5 separate regions of the Sus scrofa genome follow, and regions 2, 3, 4 and 5 are each linked to region 1. Evidence: chromatin contacts called from public Hi-C and promoter capture Hi-C data. All regions are on one chromosome and are shown on one strand. Each heading gives the region's core, a stretch centred on a gene start, on an enhancer-like site or on the middle of the called end of the contact. The rest is flanking DNA. Distances are from core to core; before and after follow the strand shown. Region 1 holds the start of U2AF2 (U2 small nuclear RNA auxiliary factor 2). Region 2 holds the start of KMT5C (histone-lysine N-methyltransferase KMT5C). Region 3 holds the start of TNNI3 (troponin I3, cardiac type). Region 4 holds the start of PPP6R1 (serine/threonine-protein phosphatase 6 regulatory subunit 1). Region 5 holds the start of PPP1R12C (protein phosphatase 1 regulatory subunit 12C).

The links. Promoter capture Hi-C pulls out the DNA fragments that hold promoters and counts their contacts. A called contact is a pair of places that touch in the nucleus more often than the background predicts.
Region 2: a Hi-C map of heart right ventricle shows a contact between it and region 1, with 2.7 times the contacts expected there. The contact joins the promoter of KMT5C here to the promoter of U2AF2 in region 1. A contact is called at or near these places in 1 of 47 Hi-C or Micro-C datasets (heart right ventricle) and 1 of 2 datasets of contacts at active chromatin or transcription factors (alveolar macrophages).
Region 3: a contact with region 1 is called in a promoter capture Hi-C map of fetal skeletal muscle, with 2.8 times the contacts expected there. The contact joins the promoter of TNNI3 here to the promoter of U2AF2 in region 1. A contact is called at or near these places in 1 of 5 promoter capture datasets (fetal skeletal muscle) and 1 of 47 Hi-C or Micro-C datasets (heart right ventricle).
Region 4: a contact with region 1 is called in a promoter capture Hi-C map of fetal liver, with 3 times the contacts expected there. The contact joins the promoter of PPP6R1 here to the promoter of U2AF2 in region 1. A contact is called at or near these places in 2 of 5 promoter capture datasets (fetal liver and liver) and 1 of 2 datasets of contacts at active chromatin or transcription factors (alveolar macrophages).
Region 5: a Hi-C map of skeletal muscle shows a contact between it and region 1, with 6 times the contacts expected there. The contact joins the promoter of PPP1R12C here to the promoter of U2AF2 in region 1. A contact is called at or near these places in 2 of 5 promoter capture datasets (fetal liver and liver), 3 of 47 Hi-C or Micro-C datasets (heart right ventricle, liver and skeletal muscle) and 2 of 2 datasets of contacts at active chromatin or transcription factors (alveolar macrophages and skeletal muscle).

What each region holds. Positions count from the first base shown.
Region 1 is chr6:59,772,905-59,775,604 of Sscrofa11.1, reverse strand. It overlaps U2AF2 (U2 small nuclear RNA auxiliary factor 2), which reads right to left and starts at 1,415. Exons shown (of 12, transcript NM_001315804.1): 1 at 1,367-1,415. The coding sequence starts at 1,415.
Region 2 is chr6:59,515,742-59,518,441 of Sscrofa11.1, reverse strand. It overlaps KMT5C (histone-lysine N-methyltransferase KMT5C), which reads right to left and starts at 1,384. Exons shown (of 9, transcript XM_021095006.1): 1 at 1,267-1,384.
Region 3 is chr6:59,369,023-59,371,722 of Sscrofa11.1, reverse strand. TNNI3 (troponin I3, cardiac type) reads left to right here and starts at 1,307. Exons shown (of 8, transcript NM_001098599.1): 1 at 1,307-1,378; 2 at 1,669-1,681; 3 at 1,842-1,928; 4 at 2,361-2,402; 5 at 2,686-2,700. The coding sequence starts at 1,368.
Region 4 is chr6:59,446,407-59,449,106 of Sscrofa11.1, reverse strand. PPP6R1 (serine/threonine-protein phosphatase 6 regulatory subunit 1) reads left to right here and starts at 1,415. Exons shown (of 24, transcript XM_021094995.1): 1 at 1,415-1,562. The coding sequence starts at 1,539.
Region 5 is chr6:59,345,798-59,348,497 of Sscrofa11.1, reverse strand. It overlaps PPP1R12C (protein phosphatase 1 regulatory subunit 12C), which reads left to right and starts at 1,321. Exons shown (of 20, transcript XR_002344812.1): 1 at 1,321-1,754.

The DNA of each region.
Region 1 (2,700 bases), core at 166-2,665:
AGCCTGCTTCCTCCTCTGCAAAGGAAAGGAAGTCATGTCAGTCCCCCACGGCTGTTGACCATCTACTTAAATAAGCCGTGTAAAAGCTTAGCAAAGCACTATCAGTACTGCCATCACCATTGACTCCAGAAACCGGTAATAAAGACACATACCTATTTAACAGCCACTACACACAAGAAAAGGATTAAAAAAAAAAAAAAAAAGCATAGACGTGTTAAAGTTCCACAACTACTTAGCAACAAAGCAGGTACTAGAAGCCAAGTCTCCTCCCCTCCAAAGCCTGTGCTGTGAAGCGTTACAACGTGTACAGACACCCCGTGGGCACTCCGAAACCCGACTTCGTCTTCCCCAGGCGCTGTCTCCTCCTAAACCAGCCACCTGCTCCCAACTGCAGACTGGGCTGAAAGGGGAACCCCAGCGCCCCCCGCCCCCTGTGCAGTCCTCTGACCACAAGGAGCTTAGGCCTCGCGCTCGCCACCTCCTCCAGGCCTAAGTTTGTTCTAACATTCGTGGGGTGTCCAAACTAGTCGGCACTAGCTCGGCCTCCTACTTGGACTCCGCATCACCGGAGGGACTTTGCCTCCCATCCTCCCAACTGAGCTAAGTCTCCCTACTCGCTCCGAGCCTGTCTCTTTATCGCCACGTTGAAAAGGCGGACACACGCGGCGCCCGGAGGGTGGGCTCGTACAGAACAGGGGACCTGTCTAACTGAGGAGATATGGGGGGCAGACACGCCACACTGTGCCTGGCGCGACGGCGCGAGGGAGAACCGCGTGCGGGAGGAACACTGAAAACGCACAGTGCGGACCTCTCCCAGGAGACACCGCATCACCCACGTTAGGCTGGAAGGGACCCCGGCGACTAGCCCCCAGGAAAGGCGCGAAGGGCGGCGGTGCGAGAAGGGCCCACACCGCGGCCCTGCATGCGCCCACGTGAAGGGGGGCTCCAACCGCCATTTTGGAACAAAGGGGGCGTGGAGACACCGGCCGCGGGCCCGGCCGGAAGCGGAAGTGCGAGGGCATCGGGAGAAAAGGAGGGGTTGCGGGACCCAATCTACATAATCTCCTTTCCAAATTAAAAAAATAGAAAATAAGTCCGCAACGGACTCCCGACAGCCTGCGGCGCCCGCGCCACCCGCGCCGGGGGCCACGTGGGGCGCGGAACCGAACGCGGCGCGCATGCGCCCGCCGCCCCCTCCCCTCCCGCGCGGCGGCACGCCGGGCGGTCACGTGAGTAAGGCGCGCACCGCGGGGTGGGGGGGCGCCGTGCGGGCCTAAGGGGGGGAAGCGAGGGGGAAAATGGCGGGGGACACAGGGGGAAGCCGAGAGCCGCCCCGCCCGCCGCCCCGCACCCCCGGCGCCCTCACCTTGCTTATTCTCGTTGAGCTGCCGCTCGAACTCGTCGAAGTCCGACATGCTGAGGCGGCCGCGTAGGGCCCTGTGTAGCTCTCGCCTCGCCTTGCCGCGCGCCCGATCCGGCCGCTTCGGCTACTTCCGCCGCTTGCTTCGGCTACTTCCGGCCGCCGCCGGCGTTCCACCGCCTCCTACCTAATCAAGCCCCTGCCGCCCGCCCAGCCCCGCCCCGGCTCCGCCCCTCTCCCCGCCGGCCCGCCCACGAGGCGCACCTCCCCCCAGGGCCTGGCTCCGAAACGCGTCGGCTATTTCCGGACCGTGGAGGAGCGAAGGGAGAGGCGACTTCGGCTGCTTCCGAAAACACCCGAAGCGAGGGTTTCGCAGGCTTCTCAGGTTTTCGTAACTTTTCGGATAGTAGCTCTTCAACGTTCGGATGTTTCCGTAGGTCCTCGCATTCCTAGCACCCAGACTCCCCACTTAGAATTCAGCTTCTTCCAAGAACTCAAACCGTCCGTCTTTGGCTGCTTCCACGGATTCTACCCTCTCTTTCCCAACGGCCCTGTCCAAGCAATCGGCCACTTCCGACAATCCTAACCGTCCCGGATTTCGGCACTTTCCGAAGGTCTCTGGCGCTCCCCCTCGGGCCCAACCAGAGATTAAACCCGTTTCCAAACTTCGGCTCTTTCCGGAGATTCCAAGAGCAACCTCCTCCCCCTTTCGGAGAACTTCGGCTCCTTCCGCCACCGCCTGGGGAAGGACTCACAGCAGACACCTTCGGCTTTTTCCGTGGGCGCTTCGGCTCCTTCCGGCTCCGGGAACCAAAAAGGGAGGGAGGACAGAGGCGAGGTGGGTCAGGGGAAAGGAAAAGAAGAGGCAGGGTCTCGGCTCTCAGCACCCGGCTCTCCCTGTGGGGCGATGGGAGGAAAAGAAGGACCGATGTTGAGAAGCGCCTAAGAAGGTTTCGCGAGACAAAAGCAGCCAGCGGAGTGAAGAGTGCGCGCGGCTGCTGCGGAGGTTGCCAGCGCGGCTTTGTGCGCATGCGCAAAGTGGAAGGGGCGAGCGCGAGAGAGCCTCTGCGCCTGCGTAGAGATCGGTCTGAACCGAGACCTCTCACTGTTCGGAGAGGGGGGGCGGGTCGTCGGGGCCACAGCCCGAGCGCGCGTGCGCGAGATTTCCTTCCTCCAGGGAAGGGACTACATTCCCGACCGTTGAGCAAGGCCGCCCCCTTGCGGTTGCCGTGGCAACCACACAAGCGAGCGTTCCCCCCCCCAACCGCGCCGACGCTGCTAGCCACGCAGCGGGCACTTCCGGGAGACAGAGAATCTCGCTTTACCGCCTCCTGGAGGCA
Region 2 (2,700 bases), core at 135-2,634, 260 kb after region 1:
GGCAGCCTGGGGGGGGGGGTGAGGCGAGGGAGAGCAAAGGAGGGATCCCAGCACCTGCTCCCTCTCCAAGGATTCCGGGGGAGGGAGGGGCGCAGAGGACAAAGCGGGGGAGGGGGAGAGAGAAGGAACAGTATGGAGAAGCAGAAGAGGCCCATAAAAAAGGAGGAGAAAGACAGGGATTAGCCAAAGGCAACAAAACAAGCCTCCTAACCCCACTGCAGAGGGCCTGCGGGGGGGGGGGCCCACACCATGGTGCCTCGGAATGGGGGGTGGAAGACAGACTGGGAGCTAGAGCGGCTGGGAAAGGGGGTCGAGAAGACACGAAGGCTGGGGATAAAGAGGGGGTGCCGCGGGTGGGCGCTGGGACAGAAAGGAGGCTACAGAGGGGCATGTGGGGAAAGAGAAAAATGGACACTGTGGGGTGGGAGCTGGGGCAGAGTGACGGGCCAGCGTGCCTGCAGGAGGGACAGAGGCCTGCGGGATAGCTTGGGGATCCAGGGAGGACCCCAGAAAAGCCAGCAGGGTGACAAGGGGGCCAACGAAAGCAGAGAAGAACCTGCAGCTCCGGGGAAGAGTCCTGAGCAGGTCGAGGGGGGCGGCTAGGGGGTCCAGTACAGGGCTTGGAAAAGCAAACAGGGATGGGGAAGTCCTAGGGAGCCGGGGAGGAGCGTAGAACGGCCTTGAGGAAAGAGCCTGGGCTCCAAGGAAGGGCCTGGGTAGGCGGTGAGAGTGCAGGGGAAGGGCCTGAGGTCCAGAGGGAAACTGGGGGAAGCAGACAGGGGCCTGCGCAAGACGGCGGTGGGGGGGCTCCAGCGGCCTGGGTAGGCGGTGAGAGTGCAGGGGAAGGGCCTGAGGACCAGAGGGCAACTGGGGAAGCAGACAGGCTCCTGGGGAAGACTGGGGGCTCCAGGGAAGGACTTGGCTAGGCGGTGAGAGTGCAGGGGAAAAGCCTCAAGTCCAGGAAGGGGAGGAAGAGTCAGCGCAGAGGGCGAGCTGAGGGTCCAGGGAAGGGCCTGGAGCGCGAGAGCGGGGCCGGGGGAAGGCCCGGGGCTGCGGAGAGGGCCCCGGGTGAAGAAGCACGGGGAAGGGGCTAGGCGCAGCGAGCACCCTGAGGCTCGCCGAAGGGCGGGGAGACGTGGGCGCCTGGACACGAGGAAGGGCCGGGTGGGGCGGGGACAGTCGGGGCTAGGGACGACCCGAAGCCAAGGCAGCGCGGGGCGGGGGCCGAGAAGGGGCTCAGAGGTCGGGCCCCGCGCCGCCCCTCACCCGCTTCTCCTCCTCCTCCTCCTCTGGCGCCCGCGCCGCCGATGCCACCACCTCCCACTGCCTCTTCCAGCTCTCGTCAGACACGGTCGCCGCGCCTCCAGTCGGCCCCGCCGGGCCTGCCCCGCCACGGCCACCGTGTCCTCCCATTGGCCAAGGTGGCCGCCACTCTTCAGTTGCTACGAAGCTCGCGCCACTCCTATTGGCCAAGATCCGCTCTGGCCCTCCCCGCCCGCCCCCGGCAGTGCCCCTACAAAACCCCGCCACGCCCGCCTTGCCGTCAAGCGCCGCCAACTGCGTCCAGTGGACGCCACTGCTGTCCTTCATCTGCTACCATGGAGACGTATCCCCGCCCACAACCCGAAATCGACGCCCTCATTGGGCAAAAGCGCCGTCCCTCCCGGCAAAACTCCGGTTTGGGTCGGGTTATTCGGGTCCTAGGGGAAAGAGGGCGGGTTCCGCCGGCTTCAGAGCCCGCGTGTGATTGGCCGGCCTTGGAACGACTCGTCCTTCCATTGGTTCAGGTCTCCGCCCGTCACCTTAGAGTCGCGACCTGCCTATTCTCTTTCTCTGGTGAAGCCTTTCGCCACCGGAGGGAGAAAGCAGGGGCAGGCGGGAGGGGGGTGAATGCGCGCGCACCTCCGTCGCCACGCCGGGAGAGGACCCTGGTTGCCAAGGCGACAAAACTTTATTGACAGCCCTGCCGGATACAAAGGACTCTTCAATCTCTCTTCCTCCCTTTTGGACCCCAAATACCCTGTTTAATTTTGAGTATCCACATTAACACTCTGTGAGTGAACAGGTCAGAAAGAGGGCGATGGAGAGGTGGGGGTTTTGGAGGAAGCCCTGGCTCGTGGGGCGCTCCCATGGGGCACCCCCCTCCCCTAATTGGAATCACCCCCCTGCAGCAACCCTAGAGGCAAACATAATTAGCAATGCATCATAATTAAGCCCGGAATAATAAGTTCCACAGTTGGATCAGAAGGTCTTTGTTTTGCTGACTGCCATATATCCTGTGCGTTTGGAACAATGTGGGGCGCAGAGTAGGTACTTCGTGTATTTGTCCTGGAGTCAATCAATGTATGACGCTGGTTTCTGCGTCCCTTCGCTGTGTGACGTTGGAGAAATGGTTTGCCCTCTCTGGGCCTCAGGCTCACATCTATAAAACAAGAACCACACTGGTCCCTCTTTGAAGCGTCCAACTTAACACTCTCCTAAGTGTCCTTCATCCGTTCGTCCAGGCTCCCACCCTCTGTTCTTACTATTCCTTCTGCAACTGGGACGACTCCTGGAACTGAGACACCCCTAACCCAGACACCCCCTCCCATAAGGATGGCTACAGCTCCGGAGGAGAGAAGAAGCCTCACCCAGAGCAGGGGAGCCAGCAAGCTGAAAGGACCCTATAAAAAGCTCGGCTCTTCGGGAAAGTTCTATGTA
Region 3 (2,700 bases), core at 58-2,557, 400 kb after region 1:
AACCCCTTGAAGGTCGGACCCCGCCCCCTGAGCCCTTCTAGCTGCCTTCAGCGTCTCAGGTTTCACTCCAGGAGGTTTTGGCTCTGCCCGCAGGGAGTCAGACCTCCCAAACCCGACAGTCTGACCAGACCCCCAGAGACCAAGTCCCCTACCTCTAACTTCTGAAGTCAGGTCCTAGAATTTGAACCCACCTCTAAAATACTCTCTGCTCCCAACTCAGCCCCAGAGGTGTCGCTAGAATTTCAGATTCCATTCCTGGGATTCTATATTTATTTACTCCTAGAATCTAGACTGTTCTCTGAGTTCTACATTCCACTCTCGAGACCCTGAACAACGCAGCCTGCAGGTCTGGCCCTGGGGTTCAGACCCTCTGCGTGGTCCCCTCGTCCTCCGGCGTCCCATTCCTAACTGTGGGGTAGGGGTGTCCCCTCCTCTGGAGCTGGTCAGGCCCTGCGTGGACCAAGTAAAGAGAGCCAGGGTCTCTTTTCCCTGTGTCCGTGTGTCTTTCCTGCCTTCAATCTGTCTCCAGGAGGTCCCATCACGGCTCAGTGGAAACAAATCTGACGAGCATCCATGAGGACGCAGGTTCCATCCCTGGCCTTGCTCAGTGGGTGAAGGATCTGGCGTTGCCATGAGCTGTGGTGTAGGTCACAGACGCGGCTGGGATCTGACATTGCTGTGGCTGTGGTGTAGGCCGGCGGCTACACCCCGGATTCCACACCTGGTCTGGGAACCCCCATATGACCCGGATATGGCCTTAAAAAAAAAAAATCTGTCTCCAGGGCTAGGAAAGGGGAGGGACAGGAGTGGTCAAGAGAGGAAACCAAGACCAGATTTCTGGGTTTCCTAGTGGCGTGTACTGCCTGCCGAGAGTCTGGGCACACCACATCTAGAACCTCAAATAAATCAGAAAATACATTGACGGCCTAACAGGTTTAGGGCACTGCAACTGTCCATAACATGATGAGAAAGACAAAGTACCAGCCCTTAGGGAGATAGCAATTTAGTTGGGGAGGGTGGGGGCTGAATTCCTGGATCTGAGAGAGCAGGGGGTTGGGGGCCTGGACTCCTAGGTGGGAGGAAGGAGGGGCTGGATTCCCAGGCCCCGGAGGTGGAAGGGTGATCCAGCTGGAGCCGGGCCCGCCCCACCCCTCACGCGCCCCGTTATCTCTAGTGCTGGGCAGGGGAGGAGGGGGCAGCAATATATTTAGTCTCTGTCCTCGCCCTTCTCCTCTGTGTCCTCTGTGAGGCTCGAGGAGAACAGACAAGACAGAAGTCCCAGGGGCCTTCAAGGTCACTCCGGACACTCCCTCACTGACCCTCCAAGAGTCCCCTGCCCGCTTCTCTGCCTCCTGGCGGGAGACAGCATGGCAGACCGGTGAGTGAAAATGGGTCGCCTGGACTCCTGAGACCGGAGGCAGCGGCGGGTCGGGGAGATATCTCCCTGGTTCCTATGAGGCAGGACTCCCCGCCAGAGCAGGGAGGTAGGGACCGGACCCCTGGGTGTCGGAATGAGGCTACGAGTTTGGGAATCCGACCCCTAGGCACCGAGAAGGCGGAGCTGGTGGGTGGGACTCTGGGTCAGAGAGGTCTCTGGGCTCCCTTAGGACGAGGACTGACAGGACACAGACCACCATTAACCCCCTTCCCTGGTTTCTCTCCCTCCAGGAGCGGCGATGCGGTGAGAGCTGGATTGGGCTGGACTCGCACGGCGGGGGAGGGCGCTGCGGGGAGGACTCTGGGGCTAGAGGCTGCGACCCTGCGGCGGGACCGCACAGAGAAGGGCTGTGTGGGTGGGTGGGGGTCCCTCCGGTGACCCAGCTCCGTTTCCCCAACCCCAGGCGGGGGACTCGCGCCCCGCGCCGGCCCCGGTGCGACGCCGGTCCTCCGCCAACTACCGCGCCTACGCCACCGAGCCGCACGCCAAGGTGAGATCGGGGCCAGCGCGGTGGGCAGGGCTTGGGTAGGCTTCACAGAGCCCGGATTCCAGCCTTAGTTTACCTGCACCTGGGGGAGGAGAGGCGGAGCCAGGGCCTAGACCTGATCTTGGTCTTGGGCGGAGCCCAAGCGGATGAAGGGCCTCAGGGGCGGAGTTTAGTAGGGATCCTGGCTCTTTTCGGGGAGAGCTGCCTATGGGTGGAGTCCCGTTGCCCTTGGGAAAAGCGAATGCTTTAGGGACGGTGGGCGGTGCCTATCCAGAGACAGAAGCTCGGATTGGTGGAAGGAAACGAGGGGCGGGGCCTCCCTTAGATGGAAGGCTGGAGTTGGAGGCGGGCCTAAATCCGGACCTAGCTCGAGGGGGCGGGTCCACCTCTGGATTCCCCTCCCTCATCCTTTGTTGCTCCCTCTCACCCCGGCAGAAAAAGTCTAAGATCTCCGCCTCGAGAAAACTGCAGCTGAAGGTGCGGACGGGCCTGGAGAAGGCGTCTAGGTGTCTTCTGGGGGCGGAGCTTGAAGGATGGGGTGGGGCTTCGGATGAGCAAGTGGGCGGGGCCTGGAAAGTTTTGCGGAGGGGACGCCCTCCGAGGGCGGGGTGAGGCCTTGGAATGGTGGACCTCAACATTGAGGGGACTGGTCTCTGGAAGCCGGCCTGGAATTACGGGACGGGGCCGGGGGGTGGGGGTGGCTGTTCCTCGCTGTCTTCATCCCGATACCTGGGCTGCGGTTCCTGCCTCCCCTCCCCAGACCCTGATGCTGCAG
Region 4 (2,700 bases), core at 166-2,665, 330 kb after region 1:
CCCTCTGCCCTCCGTTACCCCCGGGGCTGCACCCCCACTCTCACTTCTCCGGCCCCTCCCGCTGGGACCCTTGCCCGGGACCCCCTCGGCCCTCCCTCCGGGTCGCTCCTCCCTCCGCCGCCCGCATCCTGGACCCCGTCGCGTCTCTGCCTCTCATCCTTGGGCTCGGGGACCAGGGGAGCCGCGCGCGGGGCTTGCCCGCCGCCCTGCTGTCTCCGGCTGTGAGGAGCCAGGAGCCGGTCTGGTGGGGGGTGGCCCCCCTCTCGGTCGCCCTCCTCTGAGATGACGCCTGCTGAGGGCAGGGCGGGGAGCGCCCGGTGCTGGGCACCGAGGCGGGGAGGGACCAGCCCCGGGCCCTGCCCAGGGGACCCCGAGGCAGAGCGGGGCAGTCGCAGGTGCTGGGGTGGCGATGGAGGTACCTCGGGCGTGCAGGGGGTTACATAGTGGAGGGACTGGTGAGACTGGCTGGGCGGGTGGCTTTTTCTGTCCGGGAGGACGAGTAGGAGTTGACAGGTGGAGCGTGGGAAGGAGGGCCTTCCGGGTGGCAGGAACTGCACGTGCAGATGCGGGCAGGGGGGACCCCAGGCGTGGCCTGCGGGGAGGGAGGGGCGGGCGCCTCGGTGGGGCCGCGGGTCCAGGCCCCTGCCCGCCGCCTGCTTAGGGGCCTGCTCGGTTGGGCCGGCCTTGACACGCCTGTGCCGAGGACAGACGTCGTGGGGGACCAGCCTGAAAGGCAGCGTGTTTCGGAGCAGGAGGACGTGTTGTCAGGGGTGGGCCGGGCCTCAGAGTTGCAGAGAAACTTGAGTGGGGTGTGAGGTGGTGCTGACGTCATGCCCCCCCCCCCGGGGGGGGTGGTTTTGCGGACTGAGCCTGGTGGAGGCAGCAGGATATTTTCCCGCCCCGCTCGGCAGGGCAGTGCCCATGCGGAGGCACCCTCTTCTCTGGCTTGGGTGTCATGTACGCCTGTGGCGTATTTATTTGCTCTCGCCACCGTGCGCGGCCCTGTGCTCCGAGTTGGGTGTTTTATTTTGCGTTTATGTCTGGGGTACTTCCTGTTCCTTTCCAGCCTGGGAGAGTCTGCTGATCTCCCAGCCCACCCATCCACCCGCCCATTTTTCAGGAGATTTTTCAGGATCCGTGGCTAAGCGACCTTAGCAGTCACTTTCTCCCCCTGCACTCCAGTTTGTTTTCATTAATTCAAGACGCGCGTGTCGCCGTGGCCCTGGCCTTGTACGCGGAGGTCCAGGGAAACGGGCATCTCGCTGCGGGAGGCAGGAGACGGGACAGGCAGGTCCCGTCCCAGGCTGCTCAGATGCCGTCACCACATGAGCGCGGAAGCTGTGGAAGTGTGGAGCAGGCCTCTGCCCAGTCAGGGCAGGCTTCCTGGAGGAAGTGGTGTCTGCGCTGAAGCCTGAAGGACCCAGAAGGAGCTAGCTAGTCAGGCTCGAAGAGCTGGAGGGAAGGCAGAGGGAGCGCCAAGCCAGGGCAGAGGTGAGGGCGCAGGCGAGCAGTCAGGTGTGGCAGCCGGGTTGAGCGCCATGCGGGTGGCCACGCGAGATGAGGTGAGAGAGGCCTGGCCGCTGTGGTGAAGATGAGAGGCCTTCCCCACGTCCCCGGGCGCCTGCTTGGCACTTGGGCAGGCTCAGTGCCTGGAGGGTGGGGACACACGCTCCTTTCCAGGAGGAACCGCGGGTTTCCCTTGGCGAGGTCTCGTGGCTCCTGGCACGGGCAGAGCCGTCTCGGCCTCAGTGATGGCGAGGCCCCCGGTCTGGGCCCACGAGGTTGCAGTTGGAGAGGCGAGATGGGAATTCCGGCCCGTCTGACTTCGGAGCACCTGGTGACACTTACTTACTCCACCCCTCTGTTTTCCAAGGGCTATTTCCAAATCTTTTGGTGGTTCTTTTCCTTTTCCCTTTGGAACCCGTGACTAGTCAGGGAGGTGGCCCTGCGTATGATCTTCCTGGTTGCTCCGCAGTCCTTGGCCAGGTGTCTCATTGTCTTCCGTGCCCAGGGTTGGACCAGAACTACCACCTCCCAAGGAGAGCATGGCCTGGAGCCAGAGCCGGAGGTTGTGCCCCGTCCCTCCCTCCCAGCTTTCCAGAGCCACCTGTGGCCTTGGCCAGGTTCCTCTCCTCTGGCCTCAGTGGCCCCTGCTTCCAGATGGGTGTCCCACCACTTACCTTGCAAGTGTCTGTTGGGTTCTGCATCCAGCACACACTTGGGTCCTGCCATCACCACGTCCCATTTCTAGAGTCAGAAGTCCCCCACCTCCTTTTCCCATTTGGCTGAGAGATGGTGGTGGATTTGAGGGAGTTGGGGGCGGTGGTTTTGCTGTCCTCTGACCTGCTGGGCCCTGCGAGGGGCTGGGGGCTGGCAGGCCGGCAGCGATGTCTTTCCCGGGGCTCACCTGACCCATGTCTCTTTAGGGCAGGCCTCTGGCAGCTGAGGGCAGCAGCATCACCAGGTCCCAGATAGTCTCTCCTAGTGTTGGAGCCTCTGCTGAGTCTCGGGGCATCTCGAGTGGCCGCCCCAAGGCCCTCCCAGAGGCCTTTGCACACTGACCTCCACTTCCGGGTGCCTGGGCCCAGGGCGGCAGCGGCAGCAGCAGCAGCAGTAGTGGGGGTGCTTGTGGGCACCGCCGTCGGGCCCTGCCTGAGCCCAGGCGGGGACTGGCAGGCTCCTGAGAAAGGCAGCTGGTGT
Region 5 (2,700 bases), core at 72-2,571, 430 kb after region 1:
TCTCAAAGTGCGTACCTCTTTCCCAATGAGGATTCAGGTGCAAGGTACTTAAGACGGGGATAGTTTTCTTTTTTCTTTTTTCTTTTCCTTTTGCTCTTTAGGTCCCCACCTTCAGCATATGTAAGTTCCCAGGCTAGGGGTTGAATGGGAGCTGCTGGCCTACCCCACAGCCATAACAACTCAGGGTCCGAGCTGCGTCTGCGACCTGCACCACAGCTCACGGCAACGCCGGATCCTCAATCCACTGAGCAAGGCCTGGAATCGAACACGCAAGCTAAGGTTCATTTCTTGCTTTATGGTGCTACGTACTAGCCCGCCACATCAACTAGAACGCCTCATCTGGACTACAAATCCCAGCATTGCTTGCGAGGATATAGAGCCCGGCCTACACTTCCCAGCGTGCTCCACGCCTCAGGGTGATTGCAATGGCAGAGAGGGCCAGTTTAAGGCTCTGCGGGCATTTTCATTTGTGGATCCTACCTCGCAGGTTCCCTTCCCGATGTGATCCAGGGGTTACTCGGGGACTCTGGACTTATCTTGCCCTCGAATCTTATTTCTTGGGGTGTTTGGGGGCTCTGCCTAGGACTACATTTCCCAGCGCGACCAGCGGCCCATTGTCATGACCTTTGTACCGCATACATAATTTCCCAGCATGCCCTGGGCGGTCACCCAGGAAGGCTTGCAATTTTCTTGATGATCCAAGGGTTGCGGACTCAATTTCCCATAGTATCCTGGTGTTTCCCACGACCTAGAGAATCCGTTCTCTCATTCATTCATTCATTCAAAAAACTATTTCCGATCGCGTTCTACTAGGTACTGGGAACAAGGAAAGCACACAACACAAAAATCCCGGTCTTCCTGGGGCTTATTTCTTGTTGAAGGGCGCGACAAACCCAAAGTAAATAAAGTACATGACATGAAAAAGGGGAAAACGGAAAACTTCTGTACTTTTCGGGTTGTCGAGTCCATTTCCTAGTAGGTCCCCGGGGGCCAGCCCTTCGTCACCTGGATGCTGCGAACGGCATTTCCTGCATGCCCTGGGGCCGACCTCCCGCCTGTAGACTCCACTTCCCAGCACGCCAATCAGATTTCCTTTTGACACCGCGGAGCTGCGAATTTCCCAGTGTGCCTCGGGGCGGGACTATTGCAGAGATCCATTTCCGTTTATGGACTCCACTTCCCAGAGTTCCCCGCGGTCCGCCCTCAGGCGGTTGCCGGTTGCCTCTCCAGCCTGTGGACTCCATTTCCCAGCGGGCCCCGAGTCGGCGTGGTGACGTCACGTGCCGGGCGGGGACCGGTAGATCCTCTGGCGGCGCGGGGCGGGACGCAATTCCCGGCGGCCCGGAGGAGGGCGGGCGTCGGCGACGCCTCGGAGCTGGTCGCTCGCTCGCTCGCTCGCTCGCTTCTTACCTGGCGGGCGAGCGGGCGGCGCGATGTCGGGCGAGGATGGCCCAGGGGCGGGCCCGGGGGCGGCGGCGGCGGCAGCCCGTGAGCGGCGGCGGGAGCAGTTGCGGCAGTGGGGGGCGCGGGCAGGCGCCGAGCCGGGCCCCGGGGAACGGCGCGCCCGTACCGTGCGCTTCGAGCGCGCCGCCGAGTTTCTGGCGGCCTGCGCGGGTGGCGACCTGGACGAGGCGCGCTTGATGCTGCGCGCGGCCGACCCCGACCCTGACGCCGAGCTGGACCCCTCCGCCCCGCCGCCAGCCCGCGCCGTGCTCGACTCCACCAACGCCGACGGCATCAGCGCCCTGCACCAGGTCAGCGCCCCCGCCCGGGCTCCGATCCGCCCTGGGTCTGCGCTGCCTCGAGCACCCTCCCTCCCAGTCCAGAGTCACCCTTGCCAGTCGTGGTCTGCACCGTCGATGCTGCCCCGGTCCTTTATCATCCCGTGCTGAGTCCTTTTCCCATCCCACCCACCTGGAGCTCCCCTCTTCCAGTCCTGAGCCACTTGAACTGGCCTGGTTTTTGCCATCCTGCGCTGCCCTCTCTCCGGACTCGAGCCACTGCTGAGGGCCTCAGGCCAGTCCATCCTCGTCTTGTCTCTTTCGCCCTGCTCTTTCCCCACCTTGAGCGCTCTTAACCAGCCTGGCCCGTGCCACCTCTACTCTGCCATCGAATGCTGCCCCACTTTCTCGAGTCCGCCACTTCTCCCAGCTTCACCGGTACCCACTGTTTCCCCTAGTCCAGGCAGGTACCACTTTCCCTGAGCGTCCTCCTCCTCTCTTCTGGGCCTGTGCTGCTTCTTTTCCCGCTCTCTGGCCTGGGCCGTTTCTTCGGCCAGCCCCCGAGCCTTCCATGCCCTTTCCTTCAGGTTTCTGCTCTTCATCCTTGGTCTCTGCCATCTGTTGCCATGTAAGGGTGCTCTTTCCTGAGCCATCGCCCTCAAGGCGCTCTGCTCCTCAAGTGGATGCTTCCCTCGCCTGGCTCACCTCCTGCTCTCTCTCCTGCCCCCTTCACCTGCGTGCCCTCCTCATTCTCCCTCTGTGCCACCTCTGGCCTTGCACTGTAGGCTCTCTCTTGGGGATGTTTCTCTTTCTCCACACACTTCTCTTTCACTCTGTCCTCTTGCTTTGTGTGGGCCTGCAGCGTTACCCTTTTTTCTGGGCACACTCAGAGCACCCTCCTCTTTCTGGTTCTGGGCCACCTGTCTGTCCTCGGGTCATCTTGCTCTCTCTGCCTGGATGCCCTCCTGTGGCTTTGGGC